2 separate regions of the Mus musculus genome follow, and region 2 is linked to region 1. Evidence: chromatin contacts called from public ChIA-PET data. All regions are on one chromosome and are shown on one strand. Each heading gives the region's core, a stretch centred on a gene start, on an enhancer-like site or on the middle of the called end of the contact. The rest is flanking DNA. Distances are from core to core; before and after follow the strand shown. Region 1 overlaps Itpr2 (inositol 1,4,5-triphosphate receptor 2). Region 2 overlaps Stk38l (serine/threonine kinase 38 like).

What was found. ChIA-PET counts read pairs in DNA pulled down with a chosen protein or histone mark.
Region 2: an RNA polymerase II ChIA-PET map of memory CD8 T cells shows a contact between it and region 1, with 6 read pairs. The contact joins two enhancer-like sites. A contact is called at or near these places in 3 of 115 datasets of contacts at active chromatin or transcription factors (the 230-238 cell line, CD8 T cells and memory CD8 T cells).

Annotation. Positions count from the first base shown.
Region 1 is chr6:146,492,372-146,499,381 of GRCm38.p6, reverse strand. The region is part of intron 1 of Itpr2 (inositol 1,4,5-triphosphate receptor 2); the gene reads left to right. Among named protein-coding and RNA genes, the nearest start is that of Itpr2, 6.3 kb to the left of the region's middle. Within about 2 kb of position 1,266, at least 21 of the 459 cell types and tissues checked have an H3K27ac peak or open chromatin away from gene starts, as enhancers often do. A contact at or near this core is called in CD8 T cells and memory CD8 T cells, where this site is marked.
Region 2 is chr6:146,744,560-146,751,470 of GRCm38.p6, reverse strand. All of the region lies in intron 1 of Stk38l (serine/threonine kinase 38 like), which reads right to left. Among named protein-coding and RNA genes, the nearest start is that of Stk38l, 23 kb to the right of the region's middle. Within about 2 kb of position 4,275, at least 46 of the 459 cell types and tissues checked have an H3K27ac peak or open chromatin away from gene starts, as enhancers often do. A contact at or near this core is called in CD8 T cells and memory CD8 T cells, where this site is marked.

The sequences.
Region 1 (7,010 bases), core at 17-2,516:
ATTAGTGTTTTATCACAGTATCAGAAAAGCAAGCTAAGATAGAGGCTTTCCACCTAGGCCCTTCCTCTTATGACTTCTTTAGTTCTCTATCCACTATCGACTGGAGGTAAGGACCACACCTGTAACATGCAGGCCTTTGGAAGAGACTTAAAATTAAAAAATTAAGACCTTTATTCTAAGTCACTGGGACGATTATTATTTTGTAGGTTCCTTTTATTGCTTTGTTTATGGCTATTCTTGGTTAATTTTTTTAAAGTTTTTCTTTCTTTCTCTCTTTTTCTAGCTTATACAGAATTAGGAGTCATCATGGTACTTTCCAAACATTCTTTGTTTTGCTTCCCCAATTCTTCCCCATTCTTTCCCCTTTCCCTCCCGCCCTCCATTGTACCTTCCCATCCCCTTTTATGCTACACTCACGTGATCTTTTCATGCATGGTTTCAAAGTATAGGACATTATTTAGCTTGAGAAACCAGAAAGGTCTTTGGCCGAGCCAAATAAAATATTTTTTAGAAAGTATTTTATTTTATTATTTTATGTGTTTGGGTGTTTTGCCCACATGTATGTCTGTGTATCACATGTGTGCAGTGCCTTTGGCGGTCAGAAGAGGCTGTTGGATCCCCTGAACTGGAGTTTCCAATGGCTGTGAGCTGCCAATAGGTGCTGGAACTCAAGAGCAGGTGTTTGACATTTCTGGAGACTTACAAAGTAGAATCTTCCCCAGGGCCTGTTGGGGTGTGCCCTCCCTGTTACAGTGTAATTGTCAGAGTCTCCAGAGCCAGCCAGGCTGAGGCTCCCTCTACATTGTTGCCATGTGCTCACGGGTCTTATGTATCAATTGCTGGGTAGACACTTGTCAGTGATTTCCCTGTTCTTCCGCTCCTGTCTTGGACCTGCTGTTAACTGGCACATGGCCTTGTTCATATCTTGTATCTCTTCCTCAGCTTTCTTGTCTTGGAGACTAAGGATAGTGGATCCTGTCCTCCCTCATCTAGGATAAAATTGATAAACTTGAGCATAAGAGAGAAATGAAAATTTGGTAAAATGAAAATGTATAGGGAAAAGGTTATATTTCCATATATACAATTACAACATTTCTTCCAAGGCCAATGAGCTGCTGGAGTGAACTAGACCAGAGTACTGGTTTAATGACTGTGATGTTGCACCTGTTTAGCCAAACTCATTTGTTCCACTGTAACATTACAAATTCCAGGGAGTAGCTAAGAATTAGACAGGAAACTCTCTGGTTTCTGTTTTAACTCTTCATCACTCTGACACGTTCAGAAGCAGGATGGTACTGCTGTTGAAATCAGGTGGGCGGTTGATGAGAGCTGACTTTACACAGCACAGAGGTTTATTTGTAAATAAATGTTGCCTACTTGAAATATTTTCTGGTGTAAATGAGTTTTAAAGACTGTGTTGTGGGAGTGCTTGCTGTGGCGTTTGCAGTAGGGTTTCACTCTTAGGAGTTTAGCAGGCTCCTTTTGGCGGCACCTGACAAGATGAGGCTCATTAGCTTTTCCCCGTGACTACATTTTTAATTCTCTCTCTCTCTTTCTCTCTCTCTCTGTGTGCTGGCATGAGTGTCACAGCACATGTGTAGGGGTCAGTCAGCCACATTGGGGATTTAGCTCACTTTTTCTTTCCAGTGTGGACTGGGATAGGGGGCTCCGGTCCCCAGTGCAGTGAGTGCTTTTATGTACTAAACTATCTCAGGCCCTTCAGCGTGGCTTTTAAGTCCCTTGAACATTGTGGTTGCAAATTCTGCGTTTCTTTCAGTTTTCCTTTGAGTGGTATTTATACTTTGGAGACAGGGTTTTCTCTGTGTAGCCTTGGCTGTTCTGGAACTTTCTCTGTAGACCAAGCTGGCTTCAGAGTCAGAGATCTACTTGTCTCTGCTTCCCAAGTGCTGGGATTAAAGGCCTGTACCAGAAGGCCCAGCTGATGGTGTTTAAATCTAAAGATCTGTATAGGATACCCTTGTACTGCCTTAATAGAAAAACTGCCTTATGACCTAGATGGTGTATATACTTTGAATGAACTGATTTTTTTTTCTGATGATGTATTTTAGAGTTATAGTTTTCTCTTTGTTTCTTTTCTTCTCTTTTTGTCTTTTCTCTTCCTTCCTTTGTTTTTTCTTTCTTCTTTCGTTAGGGAAGGAGGGATTTCAGATACACTGTGTAGTTTCCAATGCAGGCTAATGGGTCCTTTGGTCTTTCCATTCTTTTCTGTCATCATAGACAGATATAGAGGAAGTAACCATGAGTTTGTATGACATTGTCCCAGGTCAATCACAACACAGTTCACTTAACTACTAATCAAAACATCTTTGAGATGTCTGTATCATTTTTAAAGGATTCTTAGTTTCTTATTTAGTCTTAATGAACAGTACTTATTTTGAAAAGTATAAATAAAGTATTTTTCCAGTCACTGTCAGTAGAGAAAAAATGGGGGAACACAGCCATGGTCATTATTCAAACTTGGATCCTAGTTGCTATTAGTGTTTTAAAGTGTAGCATGGAAAACGCTTGTCTGGCCAGCAATGCTGAGCAGCTATGAGGTCTGGCCTATTTGTTAAAGCAAATGTGTATTCTGCCTCATTTTTAAAGCGTGTTCAAGCAGGTATGACCTATACACCTGGGAATGGCTCCCTGGCTGTGTTAGCAATCTCCACCCTAAGCACGAGGCTTCTGTTGTCGGACTCACTGTCTATGGTCTCAGTTTGTGGGACTGTTTCGTTGGTATGTGATTGAAATAAACCAAGAGTGTTTTAGTCGACTGTTTTTGAAATGGAGGAGTGAGTTCTTTCCAAATTATAACCAATAATTGGTTAAAAATAGCTGTTACAGTGCTGGAGAGATGGCTCAGTGGTTAAGAGCACTGACTGCTCTTCTAGAGGTCCTTGAGTTCAGTTCCCAGCAACCACATGGTGGCTCACAACCATCTGTCATAGGATCCAGTGCCCTCTTCTGTTGTGTCTGAAGACAGTGAACTCATATACACAAAATAAATAAATAAATCTTAAAAAAGAATAACTGTTACATAGTTAGAGCATTACCTATTCACAGATCTTAAATTGAGGATAAGTTAAAATGGCAGGCTGTTCAGAATAAAAATATTTTTTGATATTGAAATTGAAAATGTGCTGTCAAGAACTGAGTTCATGGGACTGTTCTGACAAAGTGCTTAATGCTGGCACGTGCTGTGCTTTGATTGACTTCATTCATTCACCCATTCCTTCACTTATGTCACTGACCCTTTATGATGGGCGAGACTTATACTCAAGAGATGCTGTAAATCCTTATCTGGAAAGCTGACCTTCTTTTGAGAGCTTGTGGTTTGATGTTTGGTGAAGTCTTTGGGATCACAAACACATCCAATACCTTTGCTCTCAAGTCTAGAAACCAACAGGTACTTTTGTGTCTTTTGAATCCTTTTGTGCCCAACACGAGACAGTTTCTGAGGTAGAGCTGGAACTCTATGGAGCCTACAAGGTGTTTAATGAGTAGCTGTAAAACAGATTTAGGATTAGCATCAGAGACAGGATGAACACGAGCAGAGTCAGGCAGTTCCTTTGCCATGCCATGGGAAGGTCAGACACTATGTCACAGAGTTGGAAGAGCCATTTCTTCCCCTCTTGCTGGTCTGACCTGGTTGAGATAGGCTTCAAGGAGAGGAAGAGCATGGGCTCAACTCATTAGGATGGACAGACATCTGCATCCTAATACACCCACAGTCAGTGGCACATTCTTGATATTGTCTTCTTTCATTTTCAACAGCCAGTAAAATTTTACTACTCATTTTAATAGCTCTAAAACTCCCAAAGCAAATAGTTTGATGTTGTTGGGCTAAGCAGAGATGGAAGGATGATCTGAAAACGCTTCATGCTTCACCTAAGAGAGAGCTTTGAGCTTGGGTCAGACTGTCTGTGACTACCACAACAGCTTCCAGACACTGACGTATGTGATGGGTTTAAAGAGACTGTGGCGATGACCAAGGGAACTGGAGCCTGGTCAGGAAGGAACTTGCAGTGACTGGGGACTTTTAGACAGTACCAGCCCTGTGGATTTCAGGCTTCTATTGAATTCTTCAGTTATCCATCTCCAAGGTTGTATATTTGTTGTTTTCCCTATGGGCTGTGTCCAGCTTCTCTGGATTTTTTCCCCCTGAGGTAGAGTCTCACTCACATTGCAGCCCCGGCTGCCCTGGAACTCAATATGTAATGCAGGGTGGTCTCAAACTTGTACTGATCCTCCTGAGTGCTGGCATTGCAGGTGCGCACTGCCACACCTGATTTAAAGTCATTTCTAATTATTTTTAACTCAAGTTCCACAGCCCCTCTCCTTCTGACTTGGCTTCACTGTCCTAAAGAGTGACAAAGTTCAGGGATTCGCATGAATGCAGGGGAGGGCAAGGGAAGTTGACACACATCTAAGCTCATATCTAAATTCTTAGAATTCAGACAGGCTTTCCTGAGGTCCTATCTGAAGTAAGATGTTTGTTACTGTTAAAATATAACTGGAAAAATATCTCTGTGCTGAAGATCAAGCATAGGACTTGTTACAGTTGTTATTAAGAGATGCAATGGAGGTCCTGAGAAGTCTATCTCTGAGGCAGTGTGGCTGCTTCCAAATCCATCATCAGGAGCTTTCCCTGCACAGCAATTCCTTCCGAAAAGAGAACTGGACATTGCATTCAGAATACATATGGATCCTCAAGGCTCAACATGGAGACCAAAGGACCAAACAAATATAAATCTAACAAAAGACTGCAACCTTACACAAGTCTGTAACTTTTCCACTAAATTGTCAAATTGACACCTCTTGTCCTCAAGGTTTCAGATAGTGAGGTGCCCTCCAATCCTGTTCAATTCACTTTTTTTTTTCTTTTTCTTTTTTCTTTTTGGTTTTTTGAGACAGAGTTTTTCTGTACAGCCCTGGCTGTCCTGGAACTCACTCTGTAGACCAGGCTGGCCTTGAACTCAGAAATCTACTTGCCTCTGCCTCCCAAGTGCTGGGATTAAAGTCAATTCATTTCTAATTAAGTCATGTAACATTTTAATTAAGTTACAAGTTATCAGGCCAAACTGTCTTGATACCCTGTAAACAGTTCACAGGGATCCCTTGCATAATGGTTTGCACTGTCTGATCTTAAAAGACCTGAAGGAGCCTGCCTGTCATACTGCTTAGCTGCTTGCTTGGATAAAGCTGGAGTGCAGAATGACTGGCTTGTGTTAGTAAGGCTCTATGTTGGTAATAAACAAAAACCACCCCTGGCCAGCTCAAGAGCAGGAAATGCTTTCAAGGCCATTTGAGAAACTCAAAGCAACTGAAAGGAGGACTCACTGTGGGCTTTAGATAGGCAGGGAAACTTGGCCTTGGGGCTCCCAACAGAGGACCTTCTTGCTGGACAGCATCCTGAACGTGGACATCACCCAGCAGTTCCTGTGTTCTCTGTCTCTCTTGTTAATTTGTTAGATTATACACCTGGTAGAAGTCATTCCTGCTTGGATTAGGAGTCATCACTTGTGATGGCTAATCTTGGTTGTCACCTAGACATGCCCAAGAGGACCAATTAAAGACTTGCCTCCATTAGACTGGCATATGGGCATGACAATGGGGGCTTTTTCTTGGGTTGATAATGGATGTAAGAATGACTAGCCCACTGTGGGCCCTGCCATCTCTAGGCAGATGGGCCTGACCTTTATACAAATGAAACTGAACCAGGAGCCTGGTGTTTGCTTCAAGTGCCTGCTTTGAGCTCCTGCTCAGATTTCTCTTGATGATGGAGTTGTAACTTGTAAATGCAAGCAAACACTTTCCTCTTGAGTTGTTTATCACAACAGAAAAAAACAAACTAAAACATTATTCATGCCCAGGAAGTCAGGTTTCAAGGCCTAGATCTGGCCAGCAGGGAAATTGCTGAGCTAAGATAGACTTTCTGCTACTTTGGGGGCTGTGTGGTGTGGGCCACAGTGGAACTTTGCCTGAGTGAAATGCTCCAATTTGTAGGCAAGGAAAGCCATAGTAGAAGTGTAGTGCCCCTTGAAGCAAATTGTGATAGGGTATGCATGCTACACCATTCACTATCTTGGCTGCCTTAAGTGTGTAATCGGCTCAGGGGCAGCAAGGATATGGCAGTGTGGGCAATCAGGACTTCTTCATATCAGAAACAAGGTACCATTCTGACACAAGTCTACATCGTCTTTGAGGTTCTTCCATTTCTATGAATTTGGCTGTTCCAGGTACCTCATGGAGTTGAATCATGCAACAGTCCTTTGTCACAATGTCACTTGCTGAACAAATGTGCATTACATTGGGATCTGTGTACTTTAAGATAGCGAAGTGACTAGCAACAGCGGCTTCTTCTTGGGGGAAACAGCAGTGTAATTGTTCTTATGAAATCTTTGAGAGCCACAGATAATTGTAAAAGTAGGGAGCTCTCACAGAAGCCAGTGATATTCCATCTTGTCTTTAGAGGTTCTTTAAAAAACCAATACATGACAAAACTTACATCAGAAACAGTAATGCGTGTGACCTTTCTCCAGTGTTTGCATTCTGAAGCCACAGTAAACGAAAGCTGATGTTTTACAAGCCCAGTTTTGATGGTTACAAGCTCAAAGAATTCGTAAGCACCTCCAAAACTATATAACAGAGAGTAGGTCTTTTATGGACAACACATAATTCTCCCAGGGACAGATTTTGTGCCTGAGTTTGAACAGAGAGAACTTCCTGAAATCAAACCCAGAGAATACCTGAAGTATTAACATGCAATTTACTTTAGAAAAACATAGTAGGATGTGTTTCCCGTTGTAACCTTCATTTTTAAGATTTAAGAGTAAATGGTGAACAAGAGACATTTCAATATTGTGTAAAGAGAACAAAGAGGTAGTTTTTTCATCTTATATTAATTTTGATTATACCCACTGATATGTTTGGGCATTGTCTAAGAATTTGAAATCCCTTAACATTGTACTGACTTGTGTTCTAGAAGCCTTTGGGTTCAATACACA
Region 2 (6,911 bases), core at 3,026-5,525, 250 kb before region 1:
CTGAACAATTCTGAACTACAAGTAATACTTTATGGAAGCAAGAAATTAGCACCAAAATTAAACCACAGTATAGTCAAGAGTATAACTTAAAACCTAAATAGCCATGAGTGATTTTTACTAATTTTGAGTCATTTTAACTCTCCCAAGAGACTTTTTTGGTCATCACAAGTGACCAAAGAAACTGCTCCCAGCTAAAAACAGACACATGTGACTTCTGACTGGCACTGTCCTGAGCATACGGACCACTCAATTCCAGCTACTCTGACATGATCCAGAAGGTACCTGTCCCAACACATCAGAACACAAAAAATTTTAAGACTTAAAAAAATGCTAAGGAGCTCTTCAACTGACTTCTGACCACTTTATTACTGAACCCTGAACATTGCAGCAATTTAGTGATTCATGGTCTTCAGAATATAACCTAGATTTTTTAGGGAAAAAAAAAATCACATACACACACAATAAGAAAAAAAAATGTAGGGTGAAATTTTAAAAACTGTGTCCTGGCTGTCATCAAGGAAACCTTCCATACAACATAAGAACTCAGGAAACTCTCCATTAAAGCAACATTGGCATTTAAAGCCATGCACAATTTTCTAAAGTCAACTACAGGTAACACTATGGAAAATACAGCTGAACACAGGGTAAGACCTTCCAAAGGCAATTTTGCTTACAGAAAGCTGATACTTAAGTGACGTGAGGATTTTCTTATCTGTTGTTAAGTGACGGGGTCATTCCCCCATTCCCCTCACTGTATGGAAGTGAAGCACAGACATGGGGAGAACAAGCTAAGTGGTCCACAGACAAGAGGTGGTGCAACAGGCTATGTAGTAGCCTATAGCGAAGCTCCCACTGCGGCTGGTAAATTCACAGGGCAATGGCAATCCCAGGACACTGCACCACCCTGCAGAGCAGCTCAGTGCCAGCACTGACTGAGGACTAGCCCATAGACTCTGTCGTCTCAGTCTACTCTAACATAGACCCCAATAACCCAGCCACTGTTTCCCATCTTGCCTTATGATCTGGGTTCTACCTACTTTGTCCAGATGGTCAAAGAAAAAAAAATAACCATAGGCTTCTTGAAAGCCAAGGTGAAGATACTACCTACAGAAGAATCTTGGTTTTATTTACGTTTCCTTCCCCTGCCCCTTCTCCTCCTACTATTAACCTCCTCTCTTCTCCTCCTCATCCTCCTCCTTCTTCTTCTTCTTCTTCTTCTTCTTCAAGATAGGGTCTTACTATGATCTAGGGGCCCTGGAACTCTCCATGCAGACCAGGCTTACCTCTAACTCACAGGAAAAAATCTGCCTGTCTTTGTATCCAGAGTGTTGGGATTAAAGGTGTGCACCACCATGCCTACCCACCTGATTTTAGTCTTTGTTCTACTTATCTATGGAAAAGCTCACTCATCTAAGAGACTGGAGCACATCTGGACGCTGTAACAATCACATTCTATTTTAGTAGCTGATATCACATCATAATGCTAACAGTTAAGTAACTCCAAAGTTCTGAAAATGGGAAAAGGCTCACAATGTCTGAGCTCACAGAGGAACTTATGTTAAAAGAATGGGACTTTCCTACAAACCCACACAGGCTCACATCAAAACTACTTCAACAATTCAAAGACTTAGAAATTTAAGTAAAAATAGTTGCAAACTAAGATATGTGTACCCAGATATTTAAAGTTTATTATTCACTTATTTGAGCCAGCATATGTAACTTATGTGTGTATACACATGTATGTATTTGTCTGTGTGGGTGTGGGTAGATGTGAAAGTCAGTCCTTCCCTTCCACTTTGTCTGAGGCAGGATCTCCTTGTAGATACTACTACTTGTAGATACACTACTGAATATGCCAGGCTAGCTGGTTGCAACCTTCTGAGAATTCTGTCTCTCTCTAGATCCCACCTCACTGTAGGAGAGCTAGGATTACAGGTGTTCAACCTACCATGTCTAGCTTTATATGGGTGCTTAGGATCTGACCTCAGGCTCTCATAGTTGCATGACGCTTCACCCACTGTGCTGTCTCTTCAGGCAGTTTTTATTAAAGTAATGGCCACACCCCAGTTTGGATTGTGCTATGCTGACCATCACCCAAGCATCCCCCTTCTCACTGTTATCATCTGGGGGCTGCAGGCTTTCTTAGCACATTCAAGGGCCATTTTTAAAGGACTCTCATGTCAGGATCCCTGCAACTATTTCTGAGTTTTAAAATAGAATCTGCCTGTGCTCTGCTGCCTCATCTGTTCATCAAATAAGGGAAAGGACACTGAATGCTCACTGTCTGAGCAGGGAGAGTAGTCATCACTGAAGGGCAGATAGAATCTCGGCAAAGATGCCACTGCCCATGAGCTGGGGGTAAAATTCAGGACTGAGCTGCCTTTAGATGTACTCCTATGAGCCCAACAGTCTTGGGCCCAAAAGGAACATTCCGGCAGGTGCTGTCTCCTACCACTGAAAGAGTAGCTCCTCTTATCTGTTTGGCAGCCAGTAGTCAGAAAGTTCTTTTTATAGCTAACCTAATTCTCTTCCACTCAAACTCAAATTCATTTGTTTTTCTCATATATTCCATAAATACGAAGACCTTCACTGCATTAAATGCTTAGAGTGGGGCATGGGGGGAGCTGGAGGACACACAGGTTTTGATTACCTTTCACTGCACAATCATAAGTTCTTAAACTTTCATGCATTTTGCTAATGGAAGAACTGTTCCGTTAGTCAAGAAGCTAATTTGTAAGTAATGCCAACTTTTGAAATGTGCATATATCTGAAATTGCTATTTGAGAATTTAAAAGGAGTCCTTTCCAGCACTGATAGGTCTTAAGATAAAACAGTGACAGCAACTGTAAGGTGGCCTTGTCAGGCACAGTGCTCAGTGTGCAGTGTGCAAAGTATCCTTTTTATCTATGCTATATGAAATAGGTGCCTTTCAAATTCAGGGACAGGCCGAGTTACATCACCAATTACAGAACTACCAAATGCAACCAGAGCTGTGTGCTGAAGGTATTCAGTCATCTGTTATCAGCACTTTCACTTCAGTGAGCCTCAAGGTGCTGGGGATCCACTGAGGCCTTGGGTGAGCAAAGCAGGCAGTCTTCCCCTGAGCTCCACCTCACTAAACAAAGAATGCTATTCTTAAGGCCAATTTCTTTGTAGCCAATTTTACTTTTCTCACTTCTTTCCACTTTAAAACTTATGGCAAAGCAAGAAATCTAAGCGTTCACAAATTGAAACATCCTAAGATTATGAACAAAGGGGCTAGAAGGAAGGATCATAGTTAAGAACATTAGTTGATCATGCAGAAGACCTGGGTTCAGTTCCTAGTACCTATAGCATGGCTCACAACCATCTACAATTCCAGTTCCGGGATATCTGATATCCTCCTCTGTCTTCCATAGGCACCAGGCACACACACAGTATACACACGTATACACAGGAAAAATATTCATACACATAAAATAAATAAATCTGAAAGATTTTTTTAAAAAAAGTAACAACATTCTTAAAAATTAGATGAGAAGTTCTATATGGTGGCATATGACTTTAATCCCTGCATTTTGGAACCTGTAAGTTCAAGGTCAGCCTGGTCTACATAGCAAGTTCCAGGCCAGCAAGGGTTACATGAGTGAGACTCTGTCTTAAAAAAAAAAAAAAATCCATGACCTATAAGAGTAGATGGTATAAGCAACTGCAAAACGTGGCTGACTCTAGCAACCTCTCTTCAGTGTTACCACATGAAACCAAGCTTTCATTTTCATAGCTGTATGCTAGATTCTGACATTTAGTTAGGAATCCTCTCACCTCTGTCCTCAGCTGTACCTTCCTACAAAAAATGTAGACTCTTCCCTCTAGGGTCTTTACTTGGAAAGAATGTGGTTTACCATCCCAGCCTCAGGCTGACTCTGGTTCCTTTGCCAAGGCATTTCTACTACCATGGAGACAAGGATACAAATGAAAGACCCTTTCTAAAAGTTGCATATAAACCAACAATATGTTATAATTATAGAAAGCAAAATAGGATATTTTAAAACCCCCTAGTGAACAGGGGTGATTGTGCACAGCTGAAATCCCAATACTCCAGGAAGACTGTGTTTGAAGCTAGCCTATAGGTAGATAACAAACAGCCCAATCTATTTGTATTTGCATGTCATGTGGGTTTCTAGGGCAACAGTAGTAAAATCAAGCAGGTAAGCTAACAGCAGGTAAGACTGACCCAATAACCACACCATAAGACTGTGGGTGTGCCAGGGACTAGAAGAATAAATGGTATGGAAAAGTACCCAGTGTTGCTGAGTCTACAATACCACTGAAATGAAGTAAGACTAACCCATACCAACAGTGGGTGCAAAAGCACAATGGCCTGGGTGGGGAATCTCTGATAAAAGCAGGGCTTTAGACTAGGAATCAGTCACATAAGCTACTGTGCCAGGTACAAACTACTAGAGTAGGTAGCTCAGTTTAGCCTTATAATTAAATGCCAAGTGTCACAGTTCTTTAGAAGCTCATGAAGGCTGGGGCTGCTGGAAGGACACTGCAGTCACAGGACAGTGATCTAAAAGCCTTTGCCTGGCCAGAACCCACCCCTCTAGACTAACCTAAGTGAGGTCCTTACCATGGTCTGATCCTGACAAGTCCCTCTTTCATGAGACCTGCATCCACCCAGTCCACCCAGTTTCCTGATTTGATGGAAACTTACTAATACATGCAGAAGACCCAACGTGTGAGCTCGTCTATTTCTGGAAAGAGGTAGTTCTTTCCAAAATTACTGCGTCAGAACTTTTACCAGCACTAGGTTTGGTTAAAAAGGGGGAGAAGTTTATTTTTAGTTAAATAAACAGAATGGAAATTCTGTCTCGTTCCAAGAAGCAAAAGCTAAAGCTACAGTAGCGTATGTGACACAGCTGGGAAATTACTCCAGAAGGACTGGGACAGACCTTGCTTTATAAAAATTTAAATTACAAAAAGTATTTAATTATATGCAAATTCTACAGTTATTTTGCCTTTTTACGTTTTACTCATTTAATTGACATAAAAATATGCTAATTTATGGAGTATCATATGATGCTGGACACCTGTACATAACATGTAATGCTCCAATCATTATAGTTATCTGATTTACAAAGCCTATGAGATCATGTTTCTCTACCCATTTGTTTTCTAGCAAGGAACACACTACAGCCTTCTTCAGGTATTTTTCTGTGCAAACAGAAAACTCACCTTTAAGTAGATTTCACATCAATTTCACTAAAATAAGACTATGTAACCCTCTGAGTTTCCTTCCTGTTGTTTCTTCATGTATAATTGTTTAAAGTAATTGCTGGTGATTTGACTTAATCACAGCACACAGCAGGATGTGCAGGCTTCACACAGGTCTCTGGGCACTTTGTAATAAAACACAATCGTGGTTACACAACACTATGCTTCACACCCAATGCAGCACACATTTTTAAAAAGTAAAAACAAGTGCTGGAGAGATGGCTCAGAGGATAAGAGCACTGGCTACTCTTCCAGAGGCCCTGGGTTCACTTCCCAGCAACCACATGGTGGCTCATAACCATCTATAATGAGATCCCGTGCCTTCTTCTGGCCTGCAGGCATACATGTAAGCAGACTGTATACATAATAAATAAATCTTTTTTTAAAAGTGATGAAATTTAAAAATAAAAAAGTAAAAACAGAAGAAATGTTGCATATAGTTCCCTACGTACCTCAAGAGTGGTTGAGGTCAAAGATTGAAGGGAAGAGCAGGGTACCAAGTTATGTTTGGAGAGAGCAGGTATCTTTTATTGCACAGTAGGGTGAATGTAGTCGGTCTGTCTTTCTCAGAGGTAAATGTGTTAGTGAACTTTCCACTGCTGTGACAAACACTGTGGGCCTGCAGTAAGGCAGAGCTCTGGTACACAGAGGCCAGCACAATGCAAGCACCTCTCAATGAAAGCTGGATCCAGTGGCTAGTGAACAAGCTTTCAACACATGGGGCTCTTTTCAGAGAGACAATTCATATCCAATCCACAGCAGCAGCAGAAAAGCACTCTAGGTGATAGTGAGACCCTATCTTAAAATACCAGGAAGAAGAAAAGAGGAAACAGAAGTAAACACAGTGTGAATGAATCAGATCCATCATGGCTCCACTCTGTTTAAACTAGTAATGGACTCAAGCAAACACCATGCTCCTCCATTTACTTTTTCTGTAGAGTTTGGGAGGGAAATCCTAGATGGGTGTAATATCAACTTGACAGAATTTAGAATCACCTTGAAGACAAGTTGTCATGCGAGTTTCTGAATTAGGCTGAGGTAGCACACCACCTAGATGTGGGTAGTGCCACTCCACAGACTGAAGTCTTCTTGGTCTGAATAACAAGAAAAAAACAAACTGAGGGCCAGTATTCACCTCTCTGCTCCCTGGCTGCAAGTAAGATGTGGCCAGCTGCTTCAGGCTCCTGCTTCCATGCTTTCCCCACCATGGTAGACTGTACCCTCAAATTGGATCGAAATGAACCCCTCCTTCCCAACACTGTTTTAACTAGGTATTCTGTCACAATGACAACAGGACAGCCTAGCTGTACAGACAGCCTTGCTGTCTGGCAGATAGATCTTAGTGTCATAATGGAGTACATACAAATGAAGATAATTCATTTCTGATGGCTAAATATACTTCTGTCATCTTCGCAACTCCAATAACTATGTAAAATACCCTCCATGTGCTGACATAGTAGGCTTTTTTCCTAACAGGTGTCTTGTCTTATATCTGTGCCTCACAGAAAGGTACATCAAAAACACCATCAGAGAAAAGCAGTCTAAATGACTCAAACTACATAGACTTTTGATTCAACTTTTACAATACAACAGCATTTTTCCCCCATGCTATTTGTGGCCAGACTTGGTGGTGTATACCTAAAATCCTAACACTT